2 separate regions of the Mus musculus genome follow, and region 1 is linked to region 2. A link is a contact called in public HiChIP or PLAC-seq data. All regions are on one chromosome and are shown on one strand. The core of a region is the stretch at or near the end of the contact, and the rest is flanking DNA. Distances in the headings are between cores, read along the strand shown.

Region 1 (6,943 bases), core at 2,873-5,372, 63 kb before region 2:
GGCTAAAGATCTCAAGCTTCCAGCCATCATCAATATTGGCTCTTCACTGGGACTCCTCCCTGTCATCCTGTTGTTGCCCTGTGTCATAGAGATCCTGCAGCCTTGGAATAGCAGGACAGGCCCTCTCACATGTGCCAACTGTGCACAGATGATACAGATTTTGGGGTGGGCTAATTGAGAGCCCTGAATCTGGGCCTGGGTGGAAGCTAAGCTGGTCATCCCTCCAGCTTTCCCTTATCCACACCATCAAGGTGAGCTCTCCAGCACTGCTCTGGCTAGGCCACCCAGTGCTGCCATCAGCAGTAGGCAGGGTCAGCTCTCCTGCTGTCCTGCCCTCAGGGCTGGCTTACCCACACCCATACTTCCAAAGTCAGCTTCACTGTGCTGCCCAGTCAAGGTTGGAGGCCCACTCTCCCAAGTGCTGCAGGCTGTGAGAGGCTGGGACAGCTCTCCTGCTCTCATGGCTTATTCTTCCTACTGCTGCAGGAGGTGAGGGGTGGGGCTGTGTGTGCAGAGAGGGCATCACCACTGCATCCAGGCCACCTCATGTCAGATGAGGCTCTTCTGTCTCTCACCCTTGGGTCTGAATGACAACTCTTATAAAGAAAAACACTTCACTGGGGCTGGCTTAAAGTTCAGAGCTTTAGTTCATTATTATCATGGCCAGAAGCATGGCAGCATGCTGGCAGGCATGGTGCTGGAGAGTTCTATATCTGGATGCACAGGAAGCAGGAAGTGAACTGAGACACACTGTCACCTCACCTCAAAGTCCACTCTCTATGACACACTTTCTCCAACAAAGTCAAACCTACTCCAAAAAGGCCACACCTCCTAATAGTGCCACTCCCTATAAACTATGGGGCCATTTTTATTTCAAATTATCACAAAAAAATATTTCGTGTACTCACAGACCTGTGCCTGGTGGCTCAGGGGTAATCAGAGAGACTTCCTCTGGCAGCTGAGAGAAGCAAATGCAGACACCCACTCTAAAGCCCAACCAACTCTGTTTTTGAGAAGGAGCTCTGTTTTGTCCGACAAAGTCCATTTGAGCAAACATCCTAAGGCTGCCCCCTCCCTCCTTTGCAACAGTCAGTTAGACTACATATAGACAATCTAAGACATCCTACAGAAAATAGTTAACTTAGCCATGCTGTTTGTCAGGTGGGTTCACCCCATGGTTTTTTTTTTTTTTCTTTTTTTCAGATTATGTCAGAAATGAAAATTTTAAAATATTAACTTCTGACCCGTATGGAAGTTCCCCAAATTCGCTGTAAAAAAATAAATACCCCGCACCCCTAGACTCAAGACTCTCACTTCTGACCTGCTGAGACAGTGACAGTGAGCGGCCTTGCTTCACACAAGGTGAAGACCCTCGTGTGTTTCCATTGGAATTGGCTCCTTGGTGGTCTTTGGGTTCTCTGCAACTCGGGCATAACACCACACCTAAATATTAGGGAACCCTACAGAAAAGGAAGTAGAAAGATCATAGGAGCCAGAGGGTTTAAGGATCCCATAAAAACAAGACCCACAGAATCAACTAAGCAGGCTTCATAAGGGCTCATAGAGGCTGAAGAGGCAACCACAGAGCCTACGCAGGTTCTCTGTACTCATGCTGCAGTTGTCTAGGTTGGAGTGTTTGTTCGACTCCTAACAATGGGAGTGGGGGTATCTTGACTCTTTTGCTTGCTCTTGGAACCTTTTTCCTCCAACTGAGTTGCGTTATCCAGCCTTGATATGAGGGTGTGTACCTAGTTTTGTGGCATCTTGTTATGTCATGTTTGGTTGGTATCACTGGGAAGCTTGCTCTTTATGGAGGAGGAGTGGTCTAGGGGAGAGGGGAGATGAGGTTGGGGGCTAAGAGGAGGAGAGGGAGGGGATGCTTAACATGAGAGAATAAAAACAAACAGAAACCTTCCCCCTAATGGAACAATCATGTCACTGGATTCTTCGACCAGGTGTTTTTTGTGGTTTTGCTTGCTTGCTTGTTTGTTTGTTTGTTTGTTTGTTTTTTAACCAGACCCCTTTGAACACAACATTCTGTACACAGAACAGCAATTTCTTGAAACCAGAAAACGTGTGGCTTTATTCATCTTCATAACCCTAGCACATAGTAACATAGCTTCACCCATGGTTACCATGAAGCTTCACCCATGGTCACCATGAAGTAAGTATTGAAGAACTGAAAGGCTGGAGGAGCTTGCTTGGAGTGGTGAGCACGGAAGTCAACGTTTCCCATGAAGAGCTCTGTGAACACCTGCTTCAGGAGGATTTGCAGTGGGTGAGCTCAGTTTCTCTTATGAGGACTTGGCTTTCTAACATAGCACAACACAAAAGAAGTAGGTGTTTCCATATGGCAGATCTGTGAAGGCCATCTGAGGTAGACACTGTAGACCACCTAGACCAGTGTGCCATTGTTCTTTGAAAGTAGTTGCTAATTGAGGCTCATTGTCACCTACTGCCTCACTCTTTGTTCTCTGCTTTCTTCTCCTCCTCACTGGGGCTCATTCCTGCAGGAGGAAGGATTTCAATGTCCTCTTCAGCTCTCTCTCCACCACCACCCAGGTGATCAGTGTCAGCAAACCACACCAGTTGCTTTAGTGCAACCCTAGGGCTAGCAAAGCCACTTGGGACTGTGGCTCTTTTCACCCTCTTAGAGTTGCACCCAGAGAGACTGGAAGGAGGTGCAGACAACCAGTTTTCCTGTGTGCACAGTGTGGTTTGGATGAATTGTTTGGCTGGCTTGGGTTGAAGTCTGGCATTTCCTTTTCAAGCATACTGCAGCTATTGCCCAGACTGCCTCAGACCCACCAGCCACCCAGTAATGGCACAGAGACAATTATTATTTATGATAGCTCAGGCCTTAGCTCAGGCTATTTCCCAACTAGCTTGTATAACTTAATTAACCCATTTATTCGGATCTAAATTCTGCCATGTGGCTCATTAGTTACTTCTCCTTCAGTTCCAGCACCTTCCCGTGTGTGTGTGTGTGTGTGTGTGTGTGTGTGTGTGTGTGTGTGTGTGTGTTTCCAGAATTCCCATCTCTACCCGGAAGTTACAACTTTCCTCTCCTGCTTTGCTATAGGCTGCTCTACCATTTAGTAAACCAGTCAGAAGGCGATGGAGAAGATGTTTACATAACACAGAGATAGGTGATATGTCATAAAAATAACAATATAAAGCCTTCCGGTGTTCAAATCTCTGCCCATACAGAATCAGCACTTGAATAATACAAAGGTAACCTTGACACAGTGCACACAAGATTAGCCCAACACACAGCAGCCATTTAACATTAGTGCTATTGGGTAACTGCCCTTCTTTGAAACTCTCCCTCTTTGACATTGAAAAGGTGATGGAAGAACACGCAGACTGTAGTCTCTAAGCAGGGCTACTCATGGCGGAGAAGATGTCATCAGGAAAGACTTACTTTAACTGGAAGAAACAACAGAGCAGCAAAGTGACTTAAGTACAAAGTCACCAATCTCACTTGGTTCTCAGGGACTAGAGGAGATGTTGAGAGAGTGAGTGGGAGGGTCTGAGTCTACTCACTAACTGGGTAGTTTTGAAAAGAAATTTGGGGGTACTTTCCGTGCTTCATAAAGCAAGGCTTGCAGGAGGGGAATTACCAGGAGGTCAACTTTTATCTTCTCTCAGAATTGCAAACTCAAGAGAACTTCACAGCATCCTACATCCCCCAAATGAATGAGTACAAGCCATTGTAAGTTTTCCAAATGGAGCCAGAGAACAATGGCTAGCACTTATGGAGCACTTTACAGGGTGAAGGCACTGGGTCAAGTGTGCAGCTACACTGACTTACCAGAACCACACAGCTATCTGCAACAATAGAAACCTGTGCTGTCCTGGCTTGAGCGTGAATCTGTTGTCCAGTCCGGTAATCATGAAACTATACGTGTTTGATTCCCTTTATGAAAGAGATATTTCCCCAAAGACGTCCCCCAAAGATTTAGAGATATTTTACTGAGAGACTAAAATAAATTGTATTTATTTTTTTTCTTCAGTTGTTTGCTGAACACTTCCTGCTGATTTACATAGTACTAGGAACTAAACTCCAGGGCTTCTGCTCACCAGACAGCGACTTTACCCACTGAGTCATGTCCCCAGACTACTAAGTAAGGTTTCTGAAACCTCTTGCACATCATGTTCCCCTATCCCACTCATGTCTTTGCCCTCGCGCTCCACCCTTGTAACCTCTTCCCTAAAGAAAATAAAAAATAAAAGTAAAAAATCAAACCAACCAACCAACCAACCAACCAAAAAAACAAAACATCTGTCGTGTGTCACTGTGTGTCACACAGTGTATCCTTCTGTCACACATCTTTACTTGCAAATGTTTATGGCAATGAATCATTAGTCTGGTTTGAGGCTTCTGGCTTCTGTTACACTATCAATACTGGGTCTTCACCCCTCTCAGATATCCTGTTGTTGTCCTGTATCATGGAGATGCTCTAGCTTTGCCTCTGCTGGTCCAGCCCTTTCACATGCTCTAGCAGATCATAGATGGGGTAGATGTTGGGGTAGGACAACTCAAAGCCCTATTTGGTTCTGGATCTGGGCCTGGGAGGTAGATGATTTGGTTAGTCTTCCTAGGCCCATACCATTGGGGCAAGCTCTCCAGTAGTTCCCAGGCTAGCTCACTTAATGCTGCATTCAGCGAGGGGCAGGGTCAAATCTCCTGCTCTCATGTTCTTGGGCCTGGCTCATCTGCACCCCTGCCACCAGAGTCAGCTGTACTGTGCTGCTCTGGCAAGGTGTAGAGCCCACACTCCTTAGTGCTACAATCAGTGAGGGGCAGAGACAGCTCTTCTGCTCTCATAACCTCAGGGCCAAGGCTGGAAAGAGGTAAGGAAGGGGAGAACATCTCCCACAAGGTATAGAGCCAGCCAGCGCTTGCATGCCCAAGGGACATCAACACAGACCCATGATGCCCTAGGACCATGAACCCAGACATGATCCCTAGCAACAACCTGGGCCTGGATGTCCCATGGCCTCAGGTGATGCGCTATTCAGATCAGTACATCATCCCCTTCACCCCCATGCCAGCACACCCTCAGACATCCACATGGTTTTCACCTTTGGTGGTAACTCAGGCCACAGACAATGACACAGACCCTAGCTGCATCATGAATCCAGACATGGCCTTTTGTGGCAGAGACCTGGGCTAAGACCATGTGGAGACCACCATGGCCTCCTCATCTTGCTGCTGTTCAGTCTCCAGTTCCATATTTCTCCATAGTATACAAACCCCTTGGCTTTGCTTTTTCCTCTATCTCACCACCACAAACTCCATCTTCCCATCTCTCCATCACACATTCATTTGTGGTAGTGATGCCCTAGGTAGTTGCTTAGGTATCTTTCTTCTGGCCACCTCAGGTTAGTATGGCAGGGCAAATGATTTTATGTCTTTCTCCACTAATTGAATTTTATTGAGTTAACTTTCTAATACTCTTCATGTCATTAAATATTCATAACTCTTTTGGGTAAGGACTTACTTGTAGCTGAAGTATCAGGTTGCAAAGAGAGGAGTATTTGCCAATTACATACTGATTTACATACACGTTGTTGTAGTTAAGTAGAAAGCCAAGATCTGAGCCCAGACTGATCTGATTCCAAACCCAATGCATTCAAGACAATTCAGATGCAGAAATTGGAGGCTATCAACATGGCATGCAAATGATATGAAAATGGACAGCAGAAAATATACAGAAGTAAATTCTGGATCACATTACCCTAAACATTTCCTTCAAAAGCACGAGTAGGTTCTTTGAGAACCTTCTATCCAGTATCTTCATTTGCCATTTTTGAAGCACCTAATCTCCAGACCAAGTATATTCTTGATCTAGAGTCTCCTGCCTTCTAACGTTCACCATATTACAAGGCCAGGGCTCCTTCCAGATTGCAAAGTTTCTCCTTCACTGTCTTCATGGATTAACCAGTGTTCAGTGAGCTGACTTGCAGATACTCATCAGTGAAGGTGATCCATGACTAAGCTAGTATACACACACTCAGACACATATAGTATATACATATATACATACAAATGTATTATATATATATATATATATATATATGTACACACACGCGCGCGCACGCACACATGCACGCACATACACATACTTCATATAAATGCAGACTTCCCCGAGAATGATGAACAGCAAAGAACTGAGTTACGTAATCTTCATTGAGAAAGTGTTTACAGTCACAACAAGACTCCTGGAATATGACATGCACTCTGCAAAGCATGTTTCCACGTAGTTCCTATCTGGACTAACTACTCTTAAACAAGTAAAATAGATTTTGTTACTTGGACACAAAACCAACCATCTGGCTTTGAAGTTGACCTGCCACCTTGTGGAAATCAGAGGCAATGAAAACCACCCTCCTTGACTAACACTATAATAACATATGATATAAGGTAGCAGAATCGTCTTTCTTTTTGAGGTAAGATCTTGCAACTGTGTGGTAGGTATGAAGATATACTACAGAGAGACAACTTTTCCTTCAAATTATGGAGACAATCATTCCCAAGATGCCAACCAGAAAAGGAGCTTGTCTCTGGAAAAGAGACCCTCACAACTTGTCAGACCATCTTGTAGGACAGATGAGAGCCTAGACAGGGGGTTAGTGGTGGTCACATCTCGACCCTGACTGCGTAGTTATGCCCACCTCTTTCCCTCTATTTAAACCCAGATGCCACATTTATTGATGGGTTTGCACACCACTGAATATCTTTCTTTGTTCTTCTTTCAAATGTTACTGTATTGAATAAATTCTTTTCTGTTTTTCATTATTACCTATTTCCTTAACTGATCTATCGAGGACAAGTGCCCTAACCTAGCTTGTGAGGACTGCCAGGACCGAGGCTCTGTCCCAAACGACCCCAGGATCAATATCACTAGATCAAGAATGTCTAGAACTATTTAAGTAA
Region 2 (7,444 bases), core at 1,391-3,890:
TCCAAGTAGGTGCAGACAGGAAAAGGGCCACTTCCTTGAACCCAGGCACACCTTCCATAAGTAAACATTACTCAGATGTGCTGGCTTGTCTCCAGTGTGGATTCAGAAATACAAACTGTTCCCACCCATCCTGGCAACAAAATATTCTAAAACTTCAGTGGCAGTTCAGGGCCAAAGATGGACCTGAAACCACATTAATAGTCACTGGAAGTATTTAGCCCTAATGTTTGCTCATTCTCTGAAACTTCTGTGTTCTCTTTTTTTTTCTTCTTTTTCTTTTTTGTTTTGTTTTGTTTTGTTTTGGGGGGGGGGGGCAGAGGTGAGACAGGGTTTCTCTGTGTATCCCTGGCTGTCCTGGAACTCATTCTGTAGACCAGGCTGGCCTCAAACTCAGAAATCCACCTGCCTCTGCCTCCCAAGTGCTGGGATTAAAGGTGTGCGCCACCACTGCTCCCCTGGCCTGTCCTCTCTAATTAAAGGGTCTGACCCTCTATCTCTCTCCAGACTATACAGTGGATACAGGATAAGGTTGCTTCTTGTCACGTACAACAGGCCTTCCCATTTTGGTCCCGAATGCAGCTGTGTTCAGAGCTGAGGAGTTTCATAAGCAACTGGATCAGGAATGGTCACTTTAACCTCAACAATAGATCAATCCATTGATGGTGTCCTAATTTAATGGGAAACAGTGGAAGCTTAAGGGGTAAGACTCCCTAAAGAGAGCAGATCCCTTAGGAGCGGCCTCAGAGCTCCCTGTATTCTCCCTGGCACTGCCCACACTTGGTCTCTGCGTCTTGGCGGCCATGAGGTGGGGTATTCTCCTCTGCCAGGGACTCTGTTATGAGCATGTCCTGCCTCACGTTGAATGATTAGCAACGGAGCCAGCTGACCTGACCTGGGCTAAAATCTCTAAAACCATGAGCTAAAAAGACATCTTTCTTCCTTTTAAATTCTTCCTCTCAGATGTTCTGTCACACAGACAAAATGCTAACACATCTCTTAATTCGAGACCTAATTTGAGTCAGGATTTCCTCATGTGTAAAATAGGGAGATGGCTGTTTCTATTGCTGGGAGGAAATAAGATAGATTATGCTGTCAGCCAGCATCTTGTGTTTTTACTAGGTGTCAGGTGACAGGCAAAGTGTTAGAAAGTGAGCTCTCAAAGCTGGGGATTTGTGCAATGTTTATTCACTGGTGTATATGAAAAAAAAAAAACTGTATTCAATGATTTAAACATAAGCCTCAGAATAACCTAGTTAGTGAGAGAGACATCATTAACAGCACAGGAAGATGCTGGAGGCACAGGAAGCAATAGTGAAATCCCCACCATACAGCTATTGGGTCGACCCGACTGAACCCAGGCATCTAGATTGCAAAGGAATGAACCGTTAATCCCCAAGCCCTGTGGCCCCGGACCCAAACTGATGCTTGACATTTGTTGATCCAATATAATGTGGAAATTTCTAAGAAGTATTATCAAGCCATCCTTTAAGCTTGTAAAAAGTAGAGAATTACTCCATAGTGCAAGCCAAGTGATCTAACAATAGAGCTTTAAACACATCCTTCCTGAAGGGGATTACAGCAGCTACATTTTCTTGTACTTCCTCCTGCTGGCATTTCTACCGATTTCTCAACACCAACAGATCTGCGGACAGTGGTCTGATCTTCGTTTGAGTTTAAAAGTACCTTTCTAGGCAGTTTGAAACTTCCACCTTCAGGAAAACCAGTAATGATTCTTCATAGAATAACCTTTTAGTCTGCTTTTTATGATGTTGGTGAGGAGTAGAAACTGAAGTTCTCTCGGGGGCAGGAACCTCTTCTCTTTAACGCACCTCCTGGGGAAGAATTTTGCCCCGGCTGCTCAACTTTCTATTGGCACAGGACCCAGAACTTCTATATATGGCTATTTGCAATCACAAACCACATACCTCTACCTCGATACCTCACCTGCTGACTCAAGAAGCAGGGGAGGTGATTCATGTCTAGTGAATAGAATTCTGTTGCAATCAAAGAAAACGGTGTCTTTTAAAAGAGAAAACCGAAGTTCCCCAACTCTCAAAGTCCAATACATCTTTCTCCTACCTATACAAAGTAAAGCTAAAAGACACTTGGAGGGGAGAAAGATCTCTCATGGGAGCCTTAGGAAAAAAGTTCTCAGCACAGAACTCTGAGCAGGGGCAGGAGACCTTCCTCTAACCCTTCTTCTTTTAAATGTTTCCGAGACATTTAGGAATGAGCAGTCCCCTGGATGTGAGCTTGGGCTGCAAGACCCTAAGTTTGATAACTTACTCAGCTCGGCCCTTGTGCCCCCCAGGTCAAGTCTCTTCTATTTCCATAGAAGGGAAGAGGGCTTGGGGGAAGGGAGGGGAGGGAACAGCCCCAGGAGCAAGCTGCGCTCACGACCTGGGACTCCGCGGGAACCTGATGTTCCGTGGTTGTAGAGGGGCGGGCATGGGAAACTTACCCTTGGGGCCGCGGAGGCGAAGCCCAGGCAGAAGCTCAGCGAAGGTGAAAGATCAGCCTCGGCCGGCCGTAGCTCCCGGCTAGCCTGGGTGGCAACCCAGACCGCACCCTTCCTCAGCCCCTCCTCCTGTTTCTACTCACGGACTGCCCAGGACCGGCTTGCAAGTGGCTCTTGGATCCAGGATCCTCTCTGCTCCAGTCGTGACCTACCCACCACGCCCCCCTCGCAAGCCCTCCCCTTCCCCTGTCTCCCTCACATCCTCCTCCAGCTTCCTCCAAACCCAAACCCTTTCCTCTGTCTTCTTTCTTTTCACTTTTCTCACCCCCCGCCCATCCCCCGCCCACCCCCACTCCCACCCCCTCCTTTTAGGGCTTGGCTCATTTTCTAGACAGCATGGATTCAGAGTTGACAGTCCTCACAGGTACCTATACTAAGTATGGCTTACTTACCTAGAGGGTCCTTCGAGTCAGGCACTGGTCTAAACCCCGCATGATAACCAAACTACAAGACAGATGCGATTGTACTCATTTTACAAGGAGTCACAGAGGCAAGGGAGGTCAAATCATACAGAAAGAACGGCAGAGCTAGATTTTGAGTTTATGAGTCTGAGGAGTGTCTCTGCTTGGCCTTTTGACTCTAAAGGGAGGATTAGAGCTCAGAGAAGCACCAGTGTTTGTGTTTTGAGCCCTCAGAACCACAGGTAAGTCACGGAGGATAAACATTAAATTCCCACTAAAATGGCCAGTTTTGTGTCAGCTCCCCACAAACTAGAACCCTTAATTGAGAAAGTGACTCCCATAAAATGAGGTTTAGGCAAGCCTTTAGGACTCTGTTTCCTTAATTAGCGTTTGAGGTGGGAGGACCCAGACCATTGTGGGCGGTGCTATCCCTGGGCTGCTGGTCCTTGTATGCCTTTAAGGACTGATCAAGTCCTAGAGAGCAAAATAGACAGCATTCTTCCCTTGGCCTTTGCGCAAGCTCCTGCTTCCGGTTCCAGGGTCCCTCTAGGTTCCTGCCCTGACTTCTTTCAATGGCAGGGTGTGCTGCGGACGCATAAACTGAAACAAACTCGTTCCTTCCTCCTCAAGTTTCTTTTCGCCACGATGTTTTACCCCAGCAATAGAAACCTAAAGACATCCACTTAATATCGGGTAGTGTCTGTGAAAGAAGATAGGTGGAAAAGCCACTAATTATCAGACATTGAAGTTAGTGGACTATGTCATCTGTTTACTTTTACATTCTTCAGGTTGTTTCTAGGACACAGAAGTTTTTATTAAAGCCTGTGGAACAGAGGGGCTAGGGGAATATCTCAGAGGGTAAAAAGTTTGTAAAAAACGAGGTCCTAAGTTTGAATCCTCAGGACCCATGTAAAATTTGGTATTAATCTGTGTTTTGGAGCTGGCTGGCAAACCAGCTTAACCAATGGTAAGTTCCTGGTTCTGTGTGAGACTCTGTCAAGGGAATAAGGCAGACAGCAACACTGGAAGACATACTGCTCTGGTTTCTGCATGCTCAGACACACACAACAAACGCATGTGCATATACACCCCACTACCACTATCACCACCACCACCACCACCACCACCACCACCACCATCACCACCACAACCTCCAGCATCACCACAACCTCCAGCATCACCATCATTACCCTCATCATCACCGTCATCATCACCACCACCACCACCACAAAACATAAAGATGTACAGAAGAGGAAGCAAGTGTAGACAAACTGAGTGAGCAGGTCAAGTAAGTGGATGTGGTCAGCAGACCAGCCCTGATGTTACTCTACCTCGGTGCAGAACTTCATCAAGAATCTTAGGTTTTCTGTATTGGGGCATAGTTATAGTTTTTCTCATATGTTATTTTATGTTAGTTCCAAATATTGATGTAGCAGTACTATAAAATACTATTTATTAGTTCTTAATTCCTTTTACATTTATTTATGTCTGTATATGTGCCTATGTGTGCATATTTGTGTATGTGTGCATGCTTTTGTGTGTGGCATGTTTAATGGCATATGAACTCAGATGGGAGGTATGTGTTTGTGTGTGCATGTGTATGTGCATGCAATTGTATGTGAGCTCAGATGGTGTGTGTGTGTGTGTGTAAACTTGTATCTGTATAGGTGACACGTGAGCTCAGATGCTGTGTGTGTATGTATGTGTGTATGGAATGGTATGGAATGGTATGTATAGTGTGTGTGTGTGTGTGTGTGTGTGTGTGTGTGTGAGTTCACAAGCACAATGGCATGTGAACTCAGATGGTTAAGGTCCGTGGCAGGTGCCTTTACCCACTGATCCCTGTAGGTGGTCTGGTCAGGTTTGAAAACTTAAATCAAATGCCCAGGGTCATAGTGTTACTAACAAGCCTGACCACACAGAACAGATTGCTAGTGAGGATAAAAGAAGAAAGTGGTCCAGCCATATGGAAGATAATTTAGTTGCTTCTTACAAAACTAAATATAGTCTTATTATTCAATCCAGGAATTGTGCTTACTGGTGTTTGTCCAAGTATCACGGAAGCTCTGTGCTCGCTAACAACTACACATACGTATTTGTACCAGCTTTATTCGTAATTGCGGAAATGTGAAAGTACCAAGATGTCCTTCAGTAGGTGGATGGGCAGTAGACTGTGGTACATTGTATATTGTAATTTTATTCAGGACCCAAAGCAGGTGAGCAATCAAGCTATAAAGGTACCTGAAATGTATCTGGTTAAGTGAAGAAGCCAGCTTGTAAAGGGTGTGGTTCCTACTCTGTGACATTCTGGAAAAGACAAAACTACGGAGACCTTGAGAAGGTTGGTTAGTGGTTGTCAAGAGCTGTGGTGGGGGAGGGTATTAGCAGGTGGAACAGAGAATTTTTAGAGCAGTAAAATCATGCAGTATGACTCTAACGATGGATAACTGACATTATATACTTGTCAAAACACGGACTGTATGGTGCCAAGAAAACTTAGGCTTAAACCTTAAGAAAACTATGGATTCTGGGTAAAATAAGTTAATCTTAATGTGAAGTATGCCAGCTTGGTGGGGTATGTTGGATGGGAGATGTCATACATGTAGCAACAAGGGATACATGTGAAATCTGCATGCCTTCTGCTTGTGTCTGCCAGGCGAGGAATCTAAAACACAACTATGATGATTAATATTGATTGTCAATTTGATGGGAGAGCTAGATTAGTCACCTAAGAAACAAAGCTCTAGGCATATCTTTGGAATGATATTCAGATTAGGTTAACTGAAGGGTGGCAATGCTCCTCAAATGTAGATCAACACTAACCTGTGTGCCCAGGCACAAGATTGAGGAGCAAGCAAGCTGAGCAGGAGTGTGAGCTCCCTTCTGTTGCAGGACTGAAGATGTAACAGAGCCAAAATATACCCCGCCCCCCTTAAGTTGCCTCCTGTCAGGCATTTTTATCACAATTAGAGAAGTGACTAATATAAACAGTGATGCCTAGAGTGGTGTCGCTGCTGAGAGAAGCCTGACCATGTGGTCCTTAGACTTTTGGAACTGTTTTGCTGTAAAAGAGTTTGCAGCTAGGGGCTGCAAACGTCCTAGCGTGCTGTGAGAATTTACTGGACCACTCTCTAGCTCAAGACGAGATGACTCCATCATGATTTCCAAACATCAGATACGGAGTTGGAGGGTTCATTTGACATTTGCCATGTTGGATTTCTCTCTTGCTTTGGTCTGATCTTGTTTTGCTACAACCAACTCCCTCTCTTTTTGTATTGAGAGTATTTATTCTGTGCAATTATATGTTGGAAGTATATAAAATCAATGGCTACGATTCAGGAATGTCATAGTTACTTGTTAAGCACAGCACTATTAAAAAATAAATGAAGTTGAGGCCTGGCAAAATGGTATGTGTTTGTAGTCTCCTATACTAGGGAGACCAAGGAGGGAGGATGGTGTGAGCCTAAAGTTCGGGACTAGTCTGAGCTACAGGTGAAATCTCATTTCAAAAGTCTAAGATTGATGACTGCCTTCCTCCTCTGGGAGCATGCATGATACCTCTCGGTACCATGAAAGCCAGCCAGTAGAGACAAGGCTTCCAGGTCAGTACCAGTGTGACTCTTCTATGATCTGTGGTTCACACCTGCGGTGTGTTCAGCCATAGGGTTTTATTAAGTGCTGGAGGGAAGCCAAGAGCAATGGCAAATAACTTGTAATGTTTGAGATCTCATTGTCCAACAATTCCAAAAGTGGTAACGTATTTCTGGCACTGACCTTTATATTTGTTGGTCTGTACTATCGAACAGGCACATTGTCTTCTTATTGATTGACTTCATTTAAGCACTTTACATACGTATATATTTATATTCTAGGAAGCTTCTGCTGTTGTCTTTCTTTGTTTCTTTGTTTCTTTGTTTCTTTGTTTCTTTGTTTCTTTCTTTCTTTCTTTCTTCCTTCCTTCCTTCCTTCCTTCCTTCCTTTCTTTCTTTCTTTCTTTCTTTCTTTCTTTCTTTCTTTCTTTCTTTCTTTCTTTCCTTCTTCCTTTCTGTACTGGCAGTGTAGTGGTAGTTACAAACACGATTGGTAGTAGCTTTTCATGATGGTTTTTAAATAAGGTTTTCAGTGTTGGCTATCCTCCCTCATATCAATCTGTGAACCCTATGAGCTACAATAAAAACTGGCCTGACACACCCACTAGTGTAACCGTGGTATGAATGTCATGAGAGCAACCAACTACTTTTTTTTTTAATTGAATTTGAGTCTTGTGAGGAGCGGGTGTGGCTGCGGCCCCAAGATGGTGCCCGGGACTGCTGCCAAGTCTTATGACTGGCACCTGATTCCTCATATCCCTCAAGATAGCCACGTACCTTGAGCTGCGTTGTGCAGATGCACCACGACATAAGATCTGATGATGTGAAGAATGTAGTCCTGAGCCAATGAACTGTGCCTACGTGGACTGGGGTGAGGGAGAGTGGACTGGAGAGGTTGGGGCATTCTTTTTCCGACACATTTGTGAAGTTCCTGA

What was found. HiChIP or PLAC-seq counts read pairs in DNA pulled down with a chosen protein or histone mark.
Region 1: a contact with region 2 is called in an H3K27ac HiChIP or PLAC-seq map of bone marrow-derived dendritic cells, with 4 times the contacts expected there. The contact joins the enhancer-like site here to the promoter of Anxa3 in region 2. A contact is called at or near these places in 1 of 484 Hi-C or Micro-C datasets (morula), 3 of 115 datasets of contacts at active chromatin or transcription factors (CD8 T cells, bone marrow-derived dendritic cells and bone marrow-derived macrophages) and 1 of 9 other capture datasets (pancreatic islet).

The regions. Positions count from the first base shown.
Region 1 is chr5:96,853,965-96,860,907 of GRCm38.p6, reverse strand. No RefSeq gene overlaps it. Among named protein-coding and RNA genes, the nearest start is that of Gm33100, 22 kb to the left of the region's middle. Within about 2 kb of position 4,122, at least 20 of the 459 cell types and tissues checked have an H3K27ac peak or open chromatin away from gene starts, as enhancers often do. A contact at or near this core is called in CD8 T cells, bone marrow-derived dendritic cells and bone marrow-derived macrophages, where this site is marked.
Region 2 is chr5:96,788,581-96,796,024 of GRCm38.p6, reverse strand. It overlaps Anxa3 (annexin A3), which reads right to left and starts at 2,640. Exons shown (of 13, transcript NM_013470.2): 1 at 2,462-2,640.